Linked DNA regions of Mus musculus: all the other regions are linked to region 3. The links are chromatin contacts, called in public Hi-C maps. All regions are on one chromosome and are shown on one strand. The core of a region is the stretch at or near the end of the contact, and the rest is flanking DNA. Distances in the headings are between cores, read along the strand shown.

What was found. A called contact is a pair of places that touch in the nucleus more often than the background predicts.
Region 1: a Hi-C map of B cells shows a contact between it and region 3, with 6 read pairs. The contact joins the promoter of Nfatc2ip here to the promoter of Plk1 in region 3. A contact is called at or near these places in 1 of 39 promoter capture datasets (cranial neural crest) and 1 of 484 Hi-C or Micro-C datasets (B cells).
Region 2: a contact with region 3 is called in a Hi-C map of B cells, with 5 read pairs. The contact joins the promoter of D430042O09Rik here to the promoter of Plk1 in region 3. A contact is called at or near these places in 1 of 39 promoter capture datasets (cranial neural crest) and 1 of 484 Hi-C or Micro-C datasets (B cells).

The regions. Positions count from the first base shown.
Region 1 is chr7:126,395,453-126,398,469 of GRCm38.p6, reverse strand. Nfatc2ip (nuclear factor of activated T cells, cytoplasmic, calcineurin dependent 2 interacting protein) reads left to right here and starts at 1,733. Exons shown (of 8, transcript NM_010900.3): 1 at 1,733-2,114; 2 at 2,456-2,528. The coding sequence starts at 1,755.
Region 2 is chr7:125,706,410-125,709,310 of GRCm38.p6, reverse strand. D430042O09Rik (RIKEN cDNA D430042O09 gene) reads right to left here and starts at 1,441. Exons shown (of 28, transcript NM_001081022.2): 1 at 1,363-1,441. The coding sequence starts at 1,369. Gtf3c1 (general transcription factor III C 1) reads left to right here and starts at 1,623. Exons shown (of 37, transcript NM_207239.1): 1 at 1,623-1,854. The coding sequence starts at 1,634.
Region 3 is chr7:122,158,056-122,160,991 of GRCm38.p6, reverse strand. It overlaps Plk1 (polo like kinase 1), which reads right to left and starts at 1,557. Exons shown (of 10, transcript NM_011121.4): 1 at 1,042-1,557; 2 at 288-456. The coding sequence starts at 1,449.

The DNA.
Region 1 (3,017 bases), core at 484-2,983, 4.2 Mb before region 3:
TCTGGCCAAGGTGAATGCATGTTCTTTTATCCCAATCATAATTACTAATATTAACTCTCACATGACACAACAGACAGCAAATTATATCTCCCTGCATATATAAGATTTACAGAATAAACAGAAAGGGCTACATTAGAGTTCAAAAGGTCTCAGAAGTGAACTGATGGAGTCTGCATTGATAACTAATCAGGCCAGTGACAGGAGGGAGCTGCTGGAACCAGGATTCAAAAGCAGGAAATGGTGGCTTTAAGTCCAGGTTGGGTCAGGAGAGCAGGGGTAGGGGTAGGCAGCTGAGCAGGCCAGGCAACAGTGGGAAACTGAGGCAAGCTAAGCTCCAGAGAAAGTCAGAGAACCCTCTGCTTATCAGTCTATGATTTAGTCATCGGGTATCAGGCGACAGGATATTGTGGAGGCATACCATCTCAGTGGCAGGCATCCATCACTTTATGGGCTCCTTATGAGGAAGTCATACTCTTGGTCTGGCCTACCTGATAAGTTCTTGGATCTGGTTTCCCCAGTTTGATTTTTTTAGGGGGGGGGGTCGGTTGAGACCGGCTTTTTCTGTGCAGTGCTGGCTGTCCTGGAACTCACTCTGTAGACCAAACTGGCCTTGAACTCACAGAGATTTGCCTGCCTCTGCCTCCCAAGTGCTTGATTAAAGTCTTGTGCCACCACTGCCCAGTGATGTCTGCATTTCAAAGAGAAGACTCTACCTTGAATTGCTGAGTTGTGAAAAGGCAAGGGGTTTATTAAGACATTAGAAGGATTAGCATATGCACAACCATGGTACTGACAGTACTTACATTTTTTTCAGTTAATTTCCACATGCATGAGTGAATGCCAGCAGGGTATTGACCAGCAGACAAACATTAAACCATCAAAGACCTCTCAGAATTCAGACCTTTCTGAGTTTTGAAGTTGTATTGTTTCCCAAACGAGCTAAGTGTGCATAGCATGTTGCTGGAAAGCGCAGCTAGCTCCCAGTCAGTCTACAATCACGAGCATGAACCCTGGTGCTCTGTAGTACATTGTGCAGATAAGCGGCAGCAAGGCCTTTATCAAGAGTAACCCCGCTGTAAACCGAGAAGCATTCATATTTCAATGATCAGGAAAGAGGAGCCAGAAGGAAGCCTCTTTTCTTTGCAACAGGGAAGTAAGTCTCTTATTTTAATTTGTAATTGTCTTAAAAAGTGTTTCTGAGTTGTGCTGTGCTATGACATATATTGTTTTGATATTGTGTTTGTAGAGTATTTCAGAGGTGACATGCATGAAGGTGTTTAGTGTGGAATGGAACTCCTGCCACACAGAGGTTGAGGACACAAAAGGAATCCACAGCCCAAGATCTTCAGCTTCTAACCTTAGTTCCACAAGGCTTTTTCTGTGGCTTCCGAGAATGAGGACTACAATTCCCAGGATGCGCCAGTCTTTCACCAACCAGGAAAATGGATTTCTCTAATGGGCGGGCCCTGGGGAAGGCTGGGTCAGGAGGAAATTTAGCCAATGGATGAACTGTACAGAATCGAAACCTTTTTTGATTGTACCAAAGAGATTGGAATCTTTGGCGCCTTTGTTTTAGTGGAGGGTAGGTGATAGACAGGTAAGTAGACCAATGAGAACGTGGATAGGCGGATCCAGAGCGTGTGGGCGGGAAGAGATGATGACCGGCAGGCTGTTCGTCCAATGAAAGGGACAGACGCTAATACGGTGGGCCGGTGACTGTGTAGAGGCCGGTGTTTGTGGAAGCAGTGTGGGAGATGGCGGAACCACTGAGGGGACGTGGTCCGAGGTCCCGCGGTGGCCGAGGCGCTCGGAGAGCCCGAGGCGCCCGTGGCCGGTGTCCTCGCGCCCGGCAGTCTCCGGCTAGGCTCATTCCAGACACCGTGCTTGTGGACTTGGTCAGTGACAGCGACGAAGAGGTCTTGGAAGTCGCAGACCCAGTAGAGGTGCCGGTCGCCCGCCTCCCCGCGCCGGCTAAACCTGAGCAGGACAGCGACAGTGACAGTGAAGGGGCGGCCGAGGGGCCTGCGGGAGCCCCGCGTACATTGGTGCGACGGCGGCGGCGGCGGCTGCTGGATCCCGGAGAGGCGCCGGTGGTCCCAGTGTACTCCGGGAAGGTGCAGCAAGGTCCCCAAGGAGGGTTGTTGGGGGAGTGCTAAGACTGGCGTGGCGGGTTTGGCTTGGGGCAGTGTGTGTGTGTGATGAATACTTTTAGATTGGAGATACGAGGGGGTCGGTAATGTTAGATGTATGGAGTTATCTGGGATTGTATCTTCGGGTAGAGGGAGGCTGAGAGAGATCGAGGGACGATCGAGGGAAGCTGGCCTTCTAGATGCGCTTCAGGGATTGGAGTCCTTAGAGAAGACAAGTGCTGGAATCGAGGGAAGAGCCATTCTTGTCTTAAGTAGGGTTGGCAGGATGTGAGACCCACCTCCTCTTCCCCCTTTTGTCTTCGTAGGTACAGAGCAGCCTCAACCTCATTCCAGATAATTCATCCCTCTTGAAACTGTGCCCTTCAGAGCCTGAAGATGGTAAGAGTGGGTTTGTCGGGAGTACCCTGCACTGGCTTCTCTGAGACTTCCTAGAGTTTACATCCCTGTAGTCAGTGATATCTCCCCCCCCCCCCCGCGCCCCCCCCTCGCTCCAGCACCCTCCGTCCCCCTGCCCCCACCCCCACCCCTTTTCTCTGTGCTTCAGTGGTATCTAGGGTCTGGAGAATGATGCTCAAGTGTTATCCAGTTGACACACAATTTTGATTCTAAGTGGTATTGGGAAAATGGACTCCTGAGTCTGAGATAGGGGAAAGTTATGGTCCATAAAGATGCTGGTTCATTAATCAGAAGTCACAGGAACCTACTTAATAGCCATGTCCACCCCTTCCCCTCTTCGGGTCCTAACGGGCATATGGATATGTTAGAGTGAAGTTTGAGGTACCTACCCTTGACATTTTGATCTGTGTTATCATAATAGGGGTGAAGGGAGTTCTGAGACTCTGTGACATCTTGTTACACTCCTACAGT
Region 2 (2,901 bases), core at 192-2,691, 3.5 Mb before region 3:
AGAGTTTCCTGTTTCTTGTTTGTTTAGAGACAGGGCCTCCCCAAGTAGCTTAGCTTTGGCTGACCTGGCACTCACTTTGTAGAAGAGGTCATCCTCACAGAGATGTCCTGAGGGCTGGGGAAGAGGCATGCACCACCGCTCTTGGCCTGAGGTTCGTTCTAAGTGAATAAATGTCTTGAAATTTTGCATTTATGTGGCAGCATCACAGATATAATACACACTTATATTGCTTAAAGGTCTTGTAAAGGAAAGGCTTAAAGGAGTCCAAGGACTCCTAGATTTTAAGAACCACTGTTCGACAGCAGGACAGGGCAAACTGATAAAACGCATTTTTTTATAGTGCCTCGAGGACAAAGGACAAAGGCACCCTTTAAGCAGATGTAACACATTCGATGGTAACATGTCTTTCCATGCTACATCCACTGGCTTTCACAGCAATGCAGAAGGAAGGGGCAGTAATGAACTGTGAAGCAGCACAGACCCTTCCAGTCTCCTCAGACATCAGTGTTCCCATCTGAAAAGCTGGATATCAGAACAGCTATTCCCAGGGAGCGCCTGAGTGTCCACAGTGATTCTAACCAGGCTGCCTTTAGCCTTACGACTGACTAACTAACTGGCTATCATAGTTTGAGACTTGCTCCTAAAAACAATCTGCTTCTGTACAGATTGGCAACTGGTTTATCAGTCACAGCCCACCAAACTTGCTCCCGTAGACATGTGCACTGGCAAGCTCTGGAATGGAAGGCTTCTAAAATATTTTTTTTTTTCAGATTTTAAACTCCCATCGTCCAGGAGTCTTACTCATGCTGTCTCTTGATTAGCTATTTGACTTTGGCCAGGCAAAGTGGCCTGCCTTGTCTGAGCCTCAGCTCCCTCGCCTGTAAAATAAGTGACTATCCCAAAGGACTGCTGTGAAACGTTTGCACTTGTCAGTAGCTACAGAAACCCTGGCACCGAACAGTACTCAGTTCACGTGAGTTATCAACAATACCGAAGCACATAAAACTCTTCCCAGCCCTTTCCCTCCACTCCTGATGCCAGGAGCTGACAAACGTACTCCCAAGGGACACGCTTACCGCCAACCAACTTCGACATTCCCATCGCCCATCCCAGGACCCCCGCAATCCTCCTCACGCCTCCCCCGCGCCAATCTCTTCCCCGTCCCCCCTCCCTAAGTCTGAGAGAGGGACTCCTACAAAACCACTCCCAGCCGTGGTCCCCATCCCGCACCGCCAGAACCTTCCCCTCAGGCTGGACACCATCCTGGGCCGGGGTCCCTGTGGCTAGGCGTTCCTCCCTGAGACACCTCCGAGGGATGAGGGACGGCCGCCCAACCTCCCGGCGGGGCCCACGGACACTAACCGTCCATCCCTAGAGGCGGCGGTTCCGGCCTCCCGAACCGGAAGCGGCCCTGACAGTGTTTGCAGTTCCCCTGGTTACTACGGGGTTCCGGACCAATGGAGGAGGAACTCTGATCATTGAGCCCGCCCTCGGGTAGCGTGACGTCACGGCGGAGCGCTGGGACTCCCCATCAGTCCTCCCTAGGCCTCGGATCGCTGTACGCAGGCGCATTGGGCCCTGGCCTCGGCGGCGAGGTGCGCAGGCGCCCCGGGCGCTGCTAACTGAAGCGGCCATGGACGCGCTCGAGTCGTTGTTGGACGAGGTGGCCCTGGAGGGGCTCGACGGCCTGTGCCTGCCCGCGCTGTGGAGCCGCCTGGAATCCCGCTCGCCTGCCTTCCCATTGCCTCTGGAACCCTACACGCAGGAGTTTTTGTGGCGGGCTTTAGCCACGCACCCGGGCATCAGTTTCTACGAGGAGCCGCGAGAGAGACCTGACCTGCAGCTCCAAGACCGGTCAGCCACCAGGGGTGGGGCGAGGGCTGAGAGCCTGGAGCGGGGCAGGATGGTGCGATGCAGAACGGGGACCGTGGGACGTGGGGGATGGGCGCGGGAGGCGAGCAAACCTGAGCTCTGCGCCCTAGCAGGCCGGAGTAGATGAGCTGGGGGATGGGGTATCCGCTGTGACGGAACTGTTTCCCAGTGTGTTAAAGGAGCGAGTCTAAAGAGTTCCTTTAAGTTGGGTGATAGGACGGGAGTAGGAAAGTGGTTAAAAAGTGGGACTAGGTGAGGTCCTTCAGGGACCTTTAGGGAGCGTTCGTTCCGAAAGCTAAGGCAGCTCACTGGAGGTCTGCATAGCCCCGAATAGCAGTGAAAGAGTAGCCGAGGTGGACTGGGCGCTTCCCATAGGTGGGTTCCAAGACCCAGTTCTGGAAGCGACAGAACTCAGTTCCGCGACACTGAGCGAGACACTATTGTCTTTTCATTTTACAGAGGAGGAAACTGACGCCGAGAGGTTAAGGGATTAACCTTAGGTTAAGTACAGGATTCAGGGATTGCTAAATGCACTTTTCCCTTCTCCTATCTGTCCTTCTCCAGGAGCAGAATCCAGCTCCTTGCATGCTCTGCCCTTAGCCTCAGCCCACCCCTTACTCCCCTGTACAAGTTTTTGTTAAGAAAGGGCTGACGAGCTGGTCTTGGTGTTACACGCCTTTAATCCCAGCACTTGCGAGGCAGAGGCAGGCGGATTTCTGAGTTCGAGGCCAAGGCTACACAGAGAAACCCTGTCTCGAAAAACCAAAAAAAAAAAAGAAAAGAGAAAAAAAGAAAAAAAAAAGAAGAAAGAGCTGACAATACAGTTCAGTGTGATTTCATATCATACCCGCTTGCCTCTGCACTCTAGCACTTGGGTTACAGGCATGCCCTACCATGCCCTGCAAGTTGGAACTCTTAAGCTATATTATGAAGGTCAGAGGAGGTTCTAGAGGTAATAATGAACCAGATAAGTTTAGATTTAGGCGGCCACTTGGCAGAGTGCTCTGAACAAGCAACACCAAGTAGAAT
Region 3 (2,936 bases), core at 308-2,807:
AAGTCCAGACCTGAAATTGGCTGAGGGTCTGGCTCAGTGCTAGGTTATAGAGAAGCATTTGGGGGAGGGGCCCCAAGTTCAAAACTACTGAGTTGAGGCATAAACACCAATGCATCTAAAAAAAAGGCAAGGAAAGTGTCACACACACACAAACACACACACACACACACACACACACACACACACTTTCCACTTCCTAACTAGAGGGCAGCATCTCTATTTCCTCACCTTCCCCTCCTTGTCCCCTCCTGCCCTGACACCAGACACCCGAAGGCCCAGCACCTCACCTATTTTCACCTCCAGATCCTCGTTCAGGAAGAGGTTGCCCAGCTTGAGGTCCCTGTGAATGACCTGATTGCGGTGCAGGTACTGGCAGCCCAGGACTATCTGTCGCAGGTAGTAGCGGGCCTCAGGCTCGGTCAGTGCCTTCCTCCTCTTGTGCAGCTCCAGGAGGGACTGAGGAGGGAGAAAGAGGTCACTGAAGTCCAAGAAGAGTGGCTAGCTGGATGTGGCTAGGACTAGACGCTCGGAGTGGAGAGTCTTAGCAGGTTTCTGATAGTTCTACCCATACACTGGTTGGTCACTATCATTCACCAGACCCTCTCCTGAGTCTTCTCTCAACCCCACTCTCGACTCCCCTACCCAGGGCTTCCTCCTGGCAGGAGATTCCCTCCCTTTCCTGAAAGCTCTAAAATCTGACTCCAAACAGCCGCCCCCTCCCCCGACCCTGCCCCACTCCGGAAGTTAGAGGTGCGTGGCACACCAAGCCTGGGACCCTTCCTTAGCCACTTTATGAATCCATTTCCTGTACCGACTCGCTGCCTTGCGTCTGGGAGCTCCATCCCTAATAGCAACAGGATCTGGTCTCGGTTTCCCCAGAACCCCGGCCTCAGCAGTTCGGAGTGCCAAGTACCCTCGCTAGAAGCCTTTCCATAAAAGTTTGAAACCCAACCACTCCTCTAGGTCACTCCAAAACCTCGGTGCCCCTTTGTCAGCAAGTTCCAGGTGTGGGAGCCCCAGCACTGCGACTGAAACACTCACCCTCCTGCGACAGAGCTCCAAAACTACAAATACAAAGTCGCTGTCCTCAAAAAAGTCATGGAAGCCTACGACGTGTTGGTGTGCTAGGCTGCGGTGAATTGAGATCTCCATAGACATCTTCTCCTTCTGGTGGGGCTTGAGCAGCAAAGACTTAGGCACGATCTTGCCTGCGAACACCTCTTTTGTGTCTGCGTCTGAGATCTCGAAGCATTTGGCGAAGCCTCCTTTACCCAGAAAGCGCCCCCGTACATACTGCCGCCGGCTGCGTGGGTCCACTAGGACCTCCGGAATTTCTTTCGCCAGCGGGGCGGCCACTGGGGCACCGGGAACTGCATCTCCCGGAACCCCACCTTTCCCGAGGTCGGCTGGTGCTCGAGCCAGCTTTCCAGCTTTGGCCGCTGCATTCATGATGCCGAAGTTGCTCCACGAACCTGGCTGAGTCGGTGCAGAGGGTCCTGCTCTGCTCCGCTCCTCCCCGAATTCAAACGCGGCGCTGGGAACGTTACAAGGGCCTGCGCGTTGCTGATTGGCCGCGGGGATTTAAAATACAAACCCGCCCAGCGCGCGGCACCATGGGAGTGCTCTACGGCGCAGCCGCCTTTAAACTCCGATCTTGCCGGCGAAATTTTTAATGGGCAGGGACTGGAGGACTGCGTTTGCTCAGGATTGCCTGGGAAACCAGGAACGAAGCAACTACGTGAAGATCCCTAGAAGAACAGGATTCTGTCCTGCTTTCTGCTCCTCGGCTGGGGCGTGCTCATGTGGTTCACCTGCGCCTCCTCCAGGGGCTTCTCCTAACTGTTAAGATCTAACACCTTCCTCCACCGGACCCGGCCTTCTAGAACTGAAACTCCAGGCCAACCGGTAGCTTGAGAGTGCACCGCCTCCGCGGTGGACAGCCCTCTCCCCGGCTAGCCTAAATAAACCCAAAACTGAGCAAGCTCAGCAGGCAGATGCACCTTCACGGCGCAACGGACCGATCTCCTCTGTGGCACTAGGGGCTCCCAGCCCCTGAGAAGTAACTCAACCCTTCTCTTGAACAACGCAGGAGGCCAGCAGCATCTGCAGCACCTGGAATTCCCTAAGAAGGCAAAGGAGGGGCGTGGGTTCAGGATTACAAGTTAGCCGAGATCAGCCTCAGCTACCGCTCCACTAACCCCAAAGGAAAGAAACTTCCCAGGCATGACCTGCCGGTCAAACAAGACCTTCAGATGATTCCTATGCCCTGTGATATGTAAGAAACACCGGACGTCTGCCCCGCGATGCAAGGTTACCTGGGTTGTTCCAAGTTGTGTGGCCCAGAGCCCCAAATAGAAAAAATTAATTTTTTAGTCAGAGGTGGGGGGGTAGCTGGTTAGAAGAGTGCTAGCATGCCGGTATACCAAGGCCAAGTCTGCCCTGCCGAAGTGTCCGTTCAGCCTTCACTTAGGAAAAAAAAAAAATGAGCCGGGGCGTAATGGCACACACCTTTAATCCCAGCACTGGGGAGGCAGGCGGATTTCTGAGTTCAAGGCCAGCCTGGTCTACAAAGTGAGTTCCAGGACAGCCAGAGCTATACAGAGAAACCCTGTCTCGAAAAAAAAAAAAAAATGGATTTACAACATGTAAAAAGAGTGGCCACACAGAGCAGGCGTGTGGCTTTTCATAGAAAAAAACGGCCAGCTCTGGTCACTGTTCCCAGACACCCTCTTTGCCCCCCTGCCTATCTGGGCACTTAAGTGATACCTTCCGTTAGAAGCTGTTGTTGCTCTAGTTCCCCCAGGAGGGTCTTAGCAAGATCCAATTGCTGGATTGAGCAAAAAATGGCAGTGCTGCTGTCTTTCCCAGTCTCTGGGTAACGATTGTACTTTCTGAATAAGGCAGAGCTTTGTCTCCAAAAACTTAAGCTTGCCAGG